4 separate regions of the Gossypium hirsutum genome follow, and all the other regions are linked to region 1. Evidence: chromatin contacts called from public Hi-C data. All regions are on one chromosome and are shown on one strand. Each heading gives the region's core, a stretch centred on a gene start, on an enhancer-like site or on the middle of the called end of the contact. The rest is flanking DNA. Distances are from core to core; before and after follow the strand shown. Region 1 holds the start of LOC107913275 (formamidase-like). Region 2 holds the start of LOC107913268 (probable prolyl 4-hydroxylase 9). Region 3 has its middle 12 kb from the start of LOC107913272. Region 4 holds the start of LOC107913271.

Region 1 (2,700 bases), core at 27-2,526:
ATTTTCTTCTACTTCTCTTTCTCTTTCATTCCATATATTCAGAAGTTCCATTGATGGTGCCGTTCCAATTATTCCCGGATGAGTCAACCCCGGAAATCTCACCCCTGCAATTCATATGAACCTTTTTAAATGACAATATAAACAAAGGGAAGCATTTTGACAGCTTATAACTAGTGGGAATTAATGGAAATTGCACCCGGTATATGAGGAGAGTAGGCATAGATTCCTTCAAAATACCAAATAGCTTTTGTTGCACATGGAAAATGGTCCGTCAAAAACCCTCCTCCATTTTCTCTGTCAAAAGTTGCTGTATAACCCCATTCATCACCCGGTAAAGGACCCAGGTTACATATTTCCACTGCAAGAAGATCACCTGGCATGGCAGGTGTCTCCTTCTTGTCTACAACTCTTATAGGCCCACTCAGATAATGAACCTGTATCATTTGCATAATATTTTTTTTTATCATAACCAGTAAGTTCAATTCAAAGATTATTTATCTGACATAAGATGTTATATTTAGCTTATTTCTTTTTTCCCTGTCTCAGATAATGGAGTTTGTTTACTTACAGTGGAGAGGTCTATAAATTTGGACATCAGCTGCAGAATCATCATCTTTTATGACACTTCCAGTCCAGTCTACCATTTCTACTCTAAAGACCTCACTGACCTTAACATGGGCAACCGGAGGGATTTCAGGGTGCCAACGATTGTGAAGAGGTAGAGCTTGTTCCCATGGCTTCTTCTTCAAATCTACTGACACCACTAGTCTTGGAGTTGGAGGAGCCATGGATTAAGCTTTGGGGAAAATAGGGAGATTGTTGAGATATTTGTTTCAGTCTTGCCAAATGTCACCCATTGAAGCAAGTATTGACTCTTGAGTCTTGACCAATACTCTACTTGCTGACAAATGGGTTCGACCATTTTTCCAATGGTCCCATTTTGGTTTTACTAGACTGAAATACCAAGGTTCACTAACTAGACAACAGGGTTTGATTAAAATTGCCAATAAGAAACACTGGAAGTTATTGTTTACTTGAAAAACGATTAAGAAAAATTATAGGAACAGCTTTATGTTGCAGTAGAAGTTGAAAGAAAGGAAAGTGAGGAGGCAAAAGATGGAGGTAGAAACTCACAATAGATTGATCAGCATGCTTGACATCTTCGGCAGAGTAGTCACTTGTTATTCCACCTCCACTGAAATCCACCATTTCAACTCTGAAAACCTCTCCATCTTTAACCTCTGCAACAACTGGTATGTCGGGGTGCCACCGGTTGTGGAGGGGATGTTTTTGTTCCCATGGCTTTTTCTTCAGGTCTATAGGCACCACTACCTTTGCACCATAGTGAGCCATGGCTCATGTCTTGAATTACAAACAATAGGTCCCGAAACCCTTCATTTTGGATAGCTATGGGTTGAGAGTTGGGATATTTTTGTTTTGATGGATGGACCACTTGGAACTGACTTCACAACTTACCTTGGATTTTCTTCTAGGACAAAGTAACAGTTATTAGATGGCTATTTGGTGGAATCACGGAAGTGAATGCAAGTGGTATCTGACTCAGGTTTGCTTCAATACATGGTATATTTGACAGAACCATCCAATCCTTTATCAAAAACATGATGGTTGATTATATTTCTTAAATGAACCAACCCAACGCTTGGATTGTTTTTTTACCTTTTATTCTTTTAAGTTAAAATTGTTCAAAATAAATAAAATAACAACCCCACTTTGACTCTCATGCTCTCAATTCTTTTACTTAATAGAAAAAATATTCTCAAACTAAAAATATAATTCATCTGCACAAAACCAGAATGTAAAATAATTTATAAGAATCCACTCAAATTAAATTTGTATAGATTATGTAAAAAATTTGTATTAATACGATAACTCATTCAAATTTTAACCTTAAAATCCTAAAATCTTATTTGTGAAACTTTATACACAATTTAAAACTCAAGTCCCAATTCTAGATGAAATTTCCTAAATCCTAAACTTAAAAACACTAAAAATCTTTCAAGTCTTTATTTCAAAATCAAAGTAAAATCTCTACATAGCCAAGAATAGAGTCATAAAATGGAGCTGAAATTGGGGCAATAGTTATGCTTTTAAGTGCTCAGCAATGAATATGGAAGATTTGAGGCGATGAAGACATCAGTTTAAAAGAATGGGCTGCTCTCTAGATTCCGAACAAGGACCGGTTTGAAATGGGCCTAGTACGAGGCTCCCTTACCCTTTTTGACTTTCGTAGATGGGTTTTCCAGGGAAGACGAGCCATTTTTGAGTTATAAAGATGTTTGGTTATAGGAAACTACTTTGGTTTCTTTCGTCATTTTGGGTTTGATTGAAGGCATTTTTGAGTTATAAAAATGTTGAGTTATGAAAATTAAAGACGTAGCTAGGAAGTTAAAAAAGAAAAAAGAAAGACTTATCTTGAAAGAGAGAAGAAAAAGATAAAGATAGGATAGGGAGATAAAAAGGGGTGAATTACCTAAAAATACTGAATTTTAGAAATATGATTAGATTAGGCCGGCTTTTTTAAAATTTACTGGATTAAGTCGATTATGGAGAGAGAGAAGAAAAATGCGCCTAGCTGAACGCGTTTTCAACGAATTTGGCAAGAAAACGCCTCCAGCTAAATGCGCTTTTCTGCTCGGGCAGCAAAGCATATCCAGCTGGACGTATTTTCTTTTTCTCTTC
Region 2 (2,700 bases), core at 57-2,556, 370 kb after region 1:
TTAATTTTTATATTTCGAACTCATATAATACATTCGGTGGCCGACCGAATTATTAATGCCCCTAAAAATACAGAGAGAAAAAGCAGCAGAAGCAAGGACATAACATACCCTTTGGCTCTTTTGGGGACCGTATTGTTCGACAGGGAACGCATCAAGATGTGAATCGTACTTTTGTCCCAACTCATAGCGCAGAACATTAAAATGCTAAAACCATGACATTGATCCCCCCAACAACGTAAGACCAATTAACCAAAGCTGGTCTGAAAGAGACAAAGAGGGAAGCAGTAAATATTGTTTTCAAGTTACCTCATAGTGAGTCCTTGGAAGCTTTGTAGCCTTTGCTATTTTCTCTTCAATGGCGTCCAAAACTCCAGTAGGATCGTCAGAAACACTAAGAAACGTGCCCATACTGTGTTTTAACATGGAAGTTTTAGCTTAGCTATGTAAAAAAAAAAGCATTGTTACAACAAACAACATCAAACAGTTAGCGTACCTACAAAGTTGGAACCCCAACATACCTTGTTCTAACATCCTGTGGACCTTCTGATTCCCCTTTCCGCAAAGCTAATTTGGAAGGTGCAAGGTATGGTTTTGCCAAGTTAATTATATGTTGGCATTGCTCCAGAGTTGCGAATTTCGGAAAATAAAAAGCACGTGGCCTCCAACTTATAACCTGCAATGAATCAGATGATGAAACATCATAAAGATAAGAATGATTTACGATGAATATCGACAACGAAACCCAACCTGAAAAGGAATAACAGAAATAGAATCATCTCCAGTTTTTCCATGTCCCATCAACTCATACTCCACTGAATTAAGCAGCTGCCTCCCTCTCTGCCTTACTCCAGAAACCTACTTCCAAACAATCGGATTAAACAAAAAGATGAAAACAACATTAAAGAATTATATGAGGAAAAGAAAAGATCACCTGAGAGCGAAGGCTTGAACAAAGGAAGCCAAAAACGAAGAAGAAGCAACAGAAAACAATAACAGCAGGAAAATCAAGCTTTGTTTTGGTAGTGTTCCAGTGCCAGTAAGCTTTGCCTTTGGCTTTAGCTTTAGGAGTATAATCAGAGGTTGACATTTCTGAAAGACTAAAAGCTACGTTGTTGTTTGTAGGGTTGCAGGAAACAGGGCGGGAGTTTTTTCATTTATAAAATTGAGAAAGTAGAATTTCCAGAAATAGTAATGAATGGGAATGCATGGAAATGAAATTAAAGCCGATCTGTACGTAGATTTGTGTTTGTAATCTGTTTGTTTAGCCAACGGGATTTTGGTTTGGGTCAATAGGATAGGATTATGAATAGTAAAGACATTAATTTTGGATTGAAATAAGTGTTTCTGAATTTAATTAATATTATTTCAAAGTCAACTCAGAAATGATATCTATGATACTATGTGCTGCACAAAGATTCCCAGCCAACCCAGCACACTCTCATTGGACTTTTTACCCTTCAAATCCGTCAAATTAAACCACAGAAAGTAGCAGGCAACAACGCTCTCTGTTCTATTGCAACGGGTACTTGAAAATTTTGTTTATTTACAATTTACATCCCTCAAACATTGACTTAATTCATGGCTCCTGATTTGGAGTTGGATTGAAACCATAAAACCATGCAGAACACCCAAATGGGCTGCGGAAAGAAAAACATGTCAAAATTCAATCAACTTTTCATGATGGCCCATGCTACACTGGCAATTCAAATTTTAAAGTAACAATTAATTATTAATTTTAAAATATTTATATTATCAATATAATAATTAATTTTATTTTGAATTTAAGGATAATACAATTTAAACTCATCCTATCAAAACATAAATTTTATATTTTGAGTTAATTGTACCAGACATCTTCAAACTATGGTTATTATTTTAAATTAGTCCTTAAATTTCAAAATGTTCTAATTATGTTCCCGAATTATCGATGTTATATCAAGTCCTTCCATTATTGGAACTGCTAATTCAACCATTAAATGACATGTAAAATCTCATGTGACATAATTTAAAATGAAAATTTTAAATAAAAGTAAAATGTTGTCGCATATCTTTCAAAATTAAAAGCTAAAAATAAAGTAGAACTGGTAGGGGTGTGCATAATTCGGGTAAAACCGAAAAAATTTGGTTAACCGAATGAATTTGGTTAATCGGTCGGTTAACCGAATTTTTTCGGTCGGGGGTCGGTTAATTTTTTTATGATTTTTTGGTTAACTGTTAATTCGATTTGAAACCGGTCGGTTAACTAAATTTTTTCGGTTAACCGAAAAAATTAATAAATAAAATTATCCAACCAAACCCAATTACCCAACCCAATTACCAACCTAACCCAATTATTCGGTTAACCGAAAAGATTAATAAATAAAATTATCCAACCAAACTCAATTACCCAACCCAATTACCAACTCAATCCAATTATCCAACTCAATAAAACTAAGCCCCGTTCTCCTATGCTTAAGTGATGGGCTTTTATATGAAAAAACACTTTTCCATCAAAAGCAGTAAAGAACCCATTTCATTTAGAACTAAAATTTTAACTTATTGCAAGTGCTTTTCAGCAAATGAAAAGCAGAAATATTTAGCTTTTCCAGCTAAAAAGAACTTTTGGATTGTTCTTTTACATTTTTAGCCACACCACACGTTTGTTCTTCTCTGCTGGTTCTTCTCTGCTGGTTCTTTTTTGCTGGTGCTGGTGTTCCTGAC
Region 3 (2,700 bases), core at 97-2,596, 300 kb after region 1:
AATTATCTTAATATTAATTATCCTAATATAATTAAAATAGAGTCTGATAGAATAAAATCTCTTATTTTTGCATTTCAACCCTTATGTCCTCCATGCTTGCACTTTTGGCACCAACATTTCATTGTGTCGCATATTGGCCCATTTTATCTCTAAATTCACGCTTTTGGCCCTTAATTGTGCTTTTGCCTCAAATTTAGTCCCTATGAGATAAAAGATCATAAATAGCTCAAATTAGCAGGATCATACTTAGAATAAATATATAATTAATACATAAAAATACGTTATTCTAGAGTGTTATCACCCAATGGCTGCTTTTATGGTTGAAAAGTTCTTTTAAAATAACCTCTTGATCTAATGGTAAGAACGTTATGTTGTAGGCATGAAAGCTCGGATTAGATCCCAAGCAACTTCATTCCTTTCCCCCAATTAAAAAAAATGAGAAGTGATGTTGAAAAGTATGGTTTGTTAAGTTCAAGTATTTTGCTTTGCTGTTAAAATTTGCAATAGAAAGTTAAAATGTCTATTTTAGACATGATGTTAGAAAATAAAATAATAAATTTATTTAAATTATATTTAAATAATTTAATATAATTATATATATAATGTGAATTTTATATATATTTTAAATAATTAATATAAATTATTTATAAAATAAATGGTACATAAAATATTTAAGAAATAAATATAATGATAAATTTTATTTAAATTGATGTAAATTATTAAATACCCTTTACATAATCTATATAAATAAGGATATTTTAATAAATATACTTAAAAACACAAAAGCATGAAACCCAAATTTTGTGTTTGGAAAGAAAAACAGTTAATATTTTTTTTGATCCCAAAAGTAATTTGCAGTTGGTTATTTTTGAGGTTAAAAATTGCTTTTGAAACTTTGTGAGCAATGAAAAACAAGGCTTAAGATTGGTTGGTGAGGGTTATTATAAAATTATTTTGATAAATGTATATTTTGCACTTAAAATATATATATCGGAATAAGAAAATATTAAATTCTTGATTGAATTAATGTCACAAATTAATTATATAATTTAAGTAAAAAATTAAAAAAAAACCCATAATTTAATATATCTTGAACTATAAGTTGTAGTATTATTGAATCAAAAATAATTTAATTGTAAAAAAAAGTGATATAATATATCTTCGTATATGGGTGATGATGTGGCATGAGGATTGGAGGCGAAGGTTGATGTATGAAATAGCACAATTTTGGGTATTTTAGTTTGAATTGGGAATAGGTAACATGCAATAGCAAATGCTTCGGTTGGGTCTCATTATTTTAGAAGAGAGATAAAGGTGTTGGGTCTCCACTGTTTTTAGAATTATAGTGATAGAGGCCCAATGAGTAGCAGATTGGGACTTTTTTTGGAAGAATATTGGTGACGAGAGAAACAGTAAGTGTTATGGTGGATATTTTAAAGGTAAACTATTAAAATAGTCACTTTTATTTGGTTCAGGTTATATTTTAGTCACTTATGTTTGAAATGTTACGTTTTAGTCACTTATGTTATCATGATGTAACATTTTAGTCACTGAGCCGTTAATTTCTGTTAACTGTGGCACATTAAATCATCATTTCAAACAAAAATTTTAGGTTAATTTATACAATCGGTCCCCATATTTTTTCGTTTGGAGCAATTTAATTTTTTTCTTTTATGTTTTTTTAACTTTCTTTCTTTTCCATTCTCTTATGCTTCTCCCTTTGTTTTCCTCCTTTCTCCATTTCTTTCAACGTAGTTTTGCTATGTTTTATTTTTTTGAACAATTTAATTTTTTCGAGTGAGGTGAGCTTTTGGACTAGTTACAAATGGAAAACATAGAAAAACTATGTTAAAAGAAATGAAGAAGGGAGGAAAATAGAGGGAGAAGCAGAAGAGAATGGAAAAAAAAGTTAAAAGAACTTAAAAGAAAATTTTAAAATTGTTTAAAATGAAAAAATATAGGGACCAATTGTAGAATTTAACTTAAAATTTTTGTTTGAAATGATTATTTAACATGCCACATCAACTTACCGTTACACCATTGTTGGCAGTTAACGACTCAGTGATTAAAATGTTACAACACGATAACGTAAGTGATTAAAACGTAATATTTCAAACATAAGTGACTAAAATGTAACCTAAGGCAAACAAAAGTGACTATTTTGGTAGTTTACCCATATTTTAATTTCAATAAAAAAAGAAAATTATTTGTTATTGTGTTTCGTATGATTGTTTATTGTTGCCACCTCCAATCCAATTAAATCTCTTACTTAATCGTAAATTATTAACATATTAAAAGCACCATAACATCCTTCTCCACAATCTCAGTTCTCTATGTCACTCTCAACAATTCAACGCCAAAATATTCTCCTGCAATATTTTTCTATGAAAGCAATTGTATCAAATTTTGTATGCATTTTTACCTATTTAAATATCTAACATAGAATAATGATATTTCTCATTTTTAAAATATAGTGTTATTTTTTACTGGTAGGTTTATGAATATACAAGCAATTCCAGTTGATGAACAATGAGACTAGGGGATGGAATTCGGTTCTGAGCAAAAGGCATAAAGTACTACAATGATTACGCCAAAGAAGTTGATTTTGGTATTCAAAGGAATATGTAAATAAGTGTAAAAATAATTGTTTTGTAACATCAAGAGAGCTCACAAGCTTCAAAGAAGGCATTCGTGAACAAA
Region 4 (2,700 bases), core at 15-2,514, 330 kb after region 1:
TCACACGGCCTCGGACATGCTCGTGTGCCAAGTCGTGTGTGATTTTCTTTCGCTTCTTTCATGCCCATGTGCGAGGCCATGCGGGGCACAGATCTCACACACGCCCGTGTGACAGGTTGTGTCTCGCACACGGCCGTGTTTATGGCCTGTGTAACTCTCTGACTTGCAATTAAATTTGAAAAATTAATTCCAGTGTTCACGCGGCCTTGGACACAGCCGTGTCGCTAGGTCGTGTGGATCATCTTAGGTCGTGTAACCATCAAAATTGGATTCAAATCTTAACTCTGTATTTGACACATGTAATTGGGGGCCTTTTAAATATCTATTGTACATGATTATGATTATGAATTGAAAATGTTTTGATATTTTCATAATTGTATTTTTTTTTCATATTTTTAATTATTTATATATTTTCATAATTGTATAATTGTATAATTGAAAATGTTCTTATATTGACATTATTTTCATCGTTTATAATGTCTATTGTATGTCTTTTTTTCATATTTTTAATTGTTTAATAACTCACATTAATTGTTTATATATTTTCGAGTATCTTAATTATTATATTATTGTGCAATATAAGAACATTCTTTGGTTTCGAATACTTCACAACAAAAATTATTATGTTGATAGAACATTCTTTTTAGAGAATAATGTTTATAAGCCTTTATTGATAGGTGTCAATGAAACTTATGCCCTTGTTGTTCATGTTCATGATTATGTTGGAAGAGTGAATTAAGTTGGGTAGGGTTAACATGAGGTTAAAAAAATTAAACTTAAGCATGGCCAAAAATTAGTTGAGTCGATTGAATCGGACAGGTTAATCAACTTATGAATATCTCTAGATTAAAATATATTTAGATCATGATTAGAATAAATTTAAACATGATTTATACGTGATGAAATTTAAAACATAATAAAATTTGAAGTAAAAATCTACCCATAATAAAACTCCAAATTTCCAAAACCTAAATCTTACCATTAAGTCAAAGTATTATTAATGAAAATAATTTTTTTAACTCCAAAATAAAATTAAAAATAACACTTTTTTTTACTTAACTGTCTAAAAATTACATCAAATAAATTTTCTTAAATTCCTTATATTTAATAACTTGTTTCTTATTAGATATTGTATTGATTAATAAATAGATAATTTAAAATAAAAATAAAAAGTTAGTTGTTCATGCTGCTTCGATACTGCACTTTTTTTTTTTCTTTTAGTTAAAATATTTTTCGTCAAAATTGGATTTATTGAAAATAGATGGAGCTTTGACCTTTGTTGATAGATATTTTACTTTTCCTCTCGGAAACTGCATTAAATTCGGAAGGCTTAATTCTAAATTACTCAAAAACTGAGACGCTGATTGGACAATCCAACATTCGACCCAAAGCTAACCAGCTTAGCACTTAGCATAGTTTACACTCGTTTTCAAAACGCGCATGTTTCTTTGACCATGATCACTCCAATAGAAGCTTTCAAAGCTTCTTGCCCTAATCTCTTTGCTCTCTACTTTCACAAGCTTCTGATTGATTAATAATGCTTTTCTTTTTTTGCTGCAAATTCAGTTCAACTTCTTTGAATTCAGTTATATAGTTCCTTAATTCAGGTGGGTTTTGCTTTGTTTCTATTTTACATTTTCTTTTTCCGTTGCTTACCATTACTGCTTTACTGTTTCTTTGTTTGAGACTGGTAGTTTCAAATTTTGTAGATTTATCTTTCTGGATTTCTCTTTGATTTGTGGTTTTTGAATGATTTATTAGTTAAATGAAGTTACTTATTCTTAATGCAGTTTTTCATCTGGGTTTTGTTTGTTTTGTTTGAATTTTAGTATTTTTTGGTCCCGTCTTGCTATCTTAGAGGATGACATGGGGGTTTTGGTGGTGGTTTTGATTGATAATTAAGTAGGATTTTTATTTGGAAGTTGATTTTTTTGTTTTTTGGCTGAAATTTTAGATTTTGGATGATAGTGATGAACTTGGAAACTGAAATGCCGGGTCGACGGCATTTTTCTCTAGTAGATACTTTAGCGCTGAAATCTCAGATTGAAAGGAAGATTGGGCCTATAAAAGCTGAGAAGTACTTTAATCTGCTCACTAGATTTTTGAGTCTTAAGATTGGGAAACCCGAGTTTGATAGGCTCTGCATTGGTATAATTGGGAGAGAAAATGTTCGTCTTCATAATCATCTCCTCAGATCGATTATTAGAAATGCTTCTCTTTCGAAGAATCATCCATCAACAGGGAACAAATTGGAAGGTGCTTTAAGTGTTAAAGCGGCGAATGGGTATCAAAGAAGTAATCTTAAGTCAATGTGCAAAGACTTTCCTCAATCCCCTCGTAAGGGAAGGACTACAAATCTCCGTGATCAGAACCATCCAAGTCCTTTAGGGCCTCATGGGAAGAGCCGTGGTACTGTTTGTGAAGATGCAGTTCCGAGAGTTCAAGAACAGCAAAGTGCTACCGAGTTGCTTTCTCTGGGTAGCAGACCACCTATGTCCTTCGAAGAAGGAGAGGAAGTTGATCAAGTTGCAGGAAGCCCAAGCATTCACAGTAGGAGTCCTGTTAGAGCTCCGCTTGGCATATCTTTGAATGCTAAAGGAATGCGAAAAGTGCCATGGAACAGATTAGCATCCGCTTCTGAGACATGTCATTGCAAAGGTGAACTACCTGACACAGGTTCTTTGAGAAAAAGGTTGGAAA

Evidence for each region. Hi-C and Micro-C count contacts between places; a contact is called where the count stands out from the background.
Region 2: a contact with region 1 is called in a Hi-C map of leaf, with 2.8 times the contacts expected there. The contact joins the promoter of LOC107913268 here to the promoter of LOC107913275 in region 1. A contact is called at or near these places in 5 of 34 Hi-C or Micro-C datasets (anther, hypocotyl and leaf).
Region 3: a Hi-C map of leaf shows a contact between it and region 1, with 3 times the contacts expected there. The contact joins the enhancer-like site here to the promoter of LOC107913275 in region 1. A contact is called at or near these places in 7 of 34 Hi-C or Micro-C datasets (hypocotyl, leaf and petal).
Region 4: a Hi-C map of leaf shows a contact between it and region 1, with 3 times the contacts expected there. The contact joins the promoter of LOC107913271 here to the promoter of LOC107913275 in region 1. A contact is called at or near these places in 8 of 34 Hi-C or Micro-C datasets (anther, callus, hypocotyl and 1 more).

What each region holds. Positions count from the first base shown.
Region 1 is chrD11:27,964,052-27,966,751 of Gossypium_hirsutum_v2.1, reverse strand. It overlaps LOC107913275 (formamidase-like), which reads right to left and starts at 1,276. Exons shown (of 9, transcript XM_016841808.2): 1 at 1,135-1,276; 2 at 591-796; 3 at 569-589; 4 at 197-434; 5 at 1-104. The coding sequence starts at 788.
Region 2 is chrD11:27,589,909-27,592,608 of Gossypium_hirsutum_v2.1, reverse strand. It overlaps LOC107913268 (probable prolyl 4-hydroxylase 9), which reads right to left and starts at 1,306. Exons shown (of 8, transcript XM_016841799.2): 1 at 932-1,306; 2 at 748-855; 3 at 519-673; 4 at 307-409; 5 at 109-204. The coding sequence starts at 1,087. It overlaps LOC107913265, which reads left to right and starts at 2,481. Exons shown (of 6, transcript XR_001688455.2): 1 at 2,481-2,700.
Region 3 is chrD11:27,663,462-27,666,161 of Gossypium_hirsutum_v2.1, reverse strand. No RefSeq gene overlaps it. Among protein-coding and RNA genes, the nearest start is that of LOC107913272, 12 kb to the left of the region's middle. Within about 2 kb of position 1,346, at least 2 of the 9 cell types and tissues checked have an H3K27ac peak or open chromatin away from gene starts, as enhancers often do. A contact at or near this core is called in hypocotyl and leaf, where this site is marked.
Region 4 is chrD11:27,638,264-27,640,963 of Gossypium_hirsutum_v2.1, reverse strand. It overlaps LOC107913271, which reads left to right and starts at 1,264. Exons shown (of 2, transcript XM_016841804.2): 1 at 1,264-1,607; 2 at 1,955-2,700. The coding sequence starts at 1,962.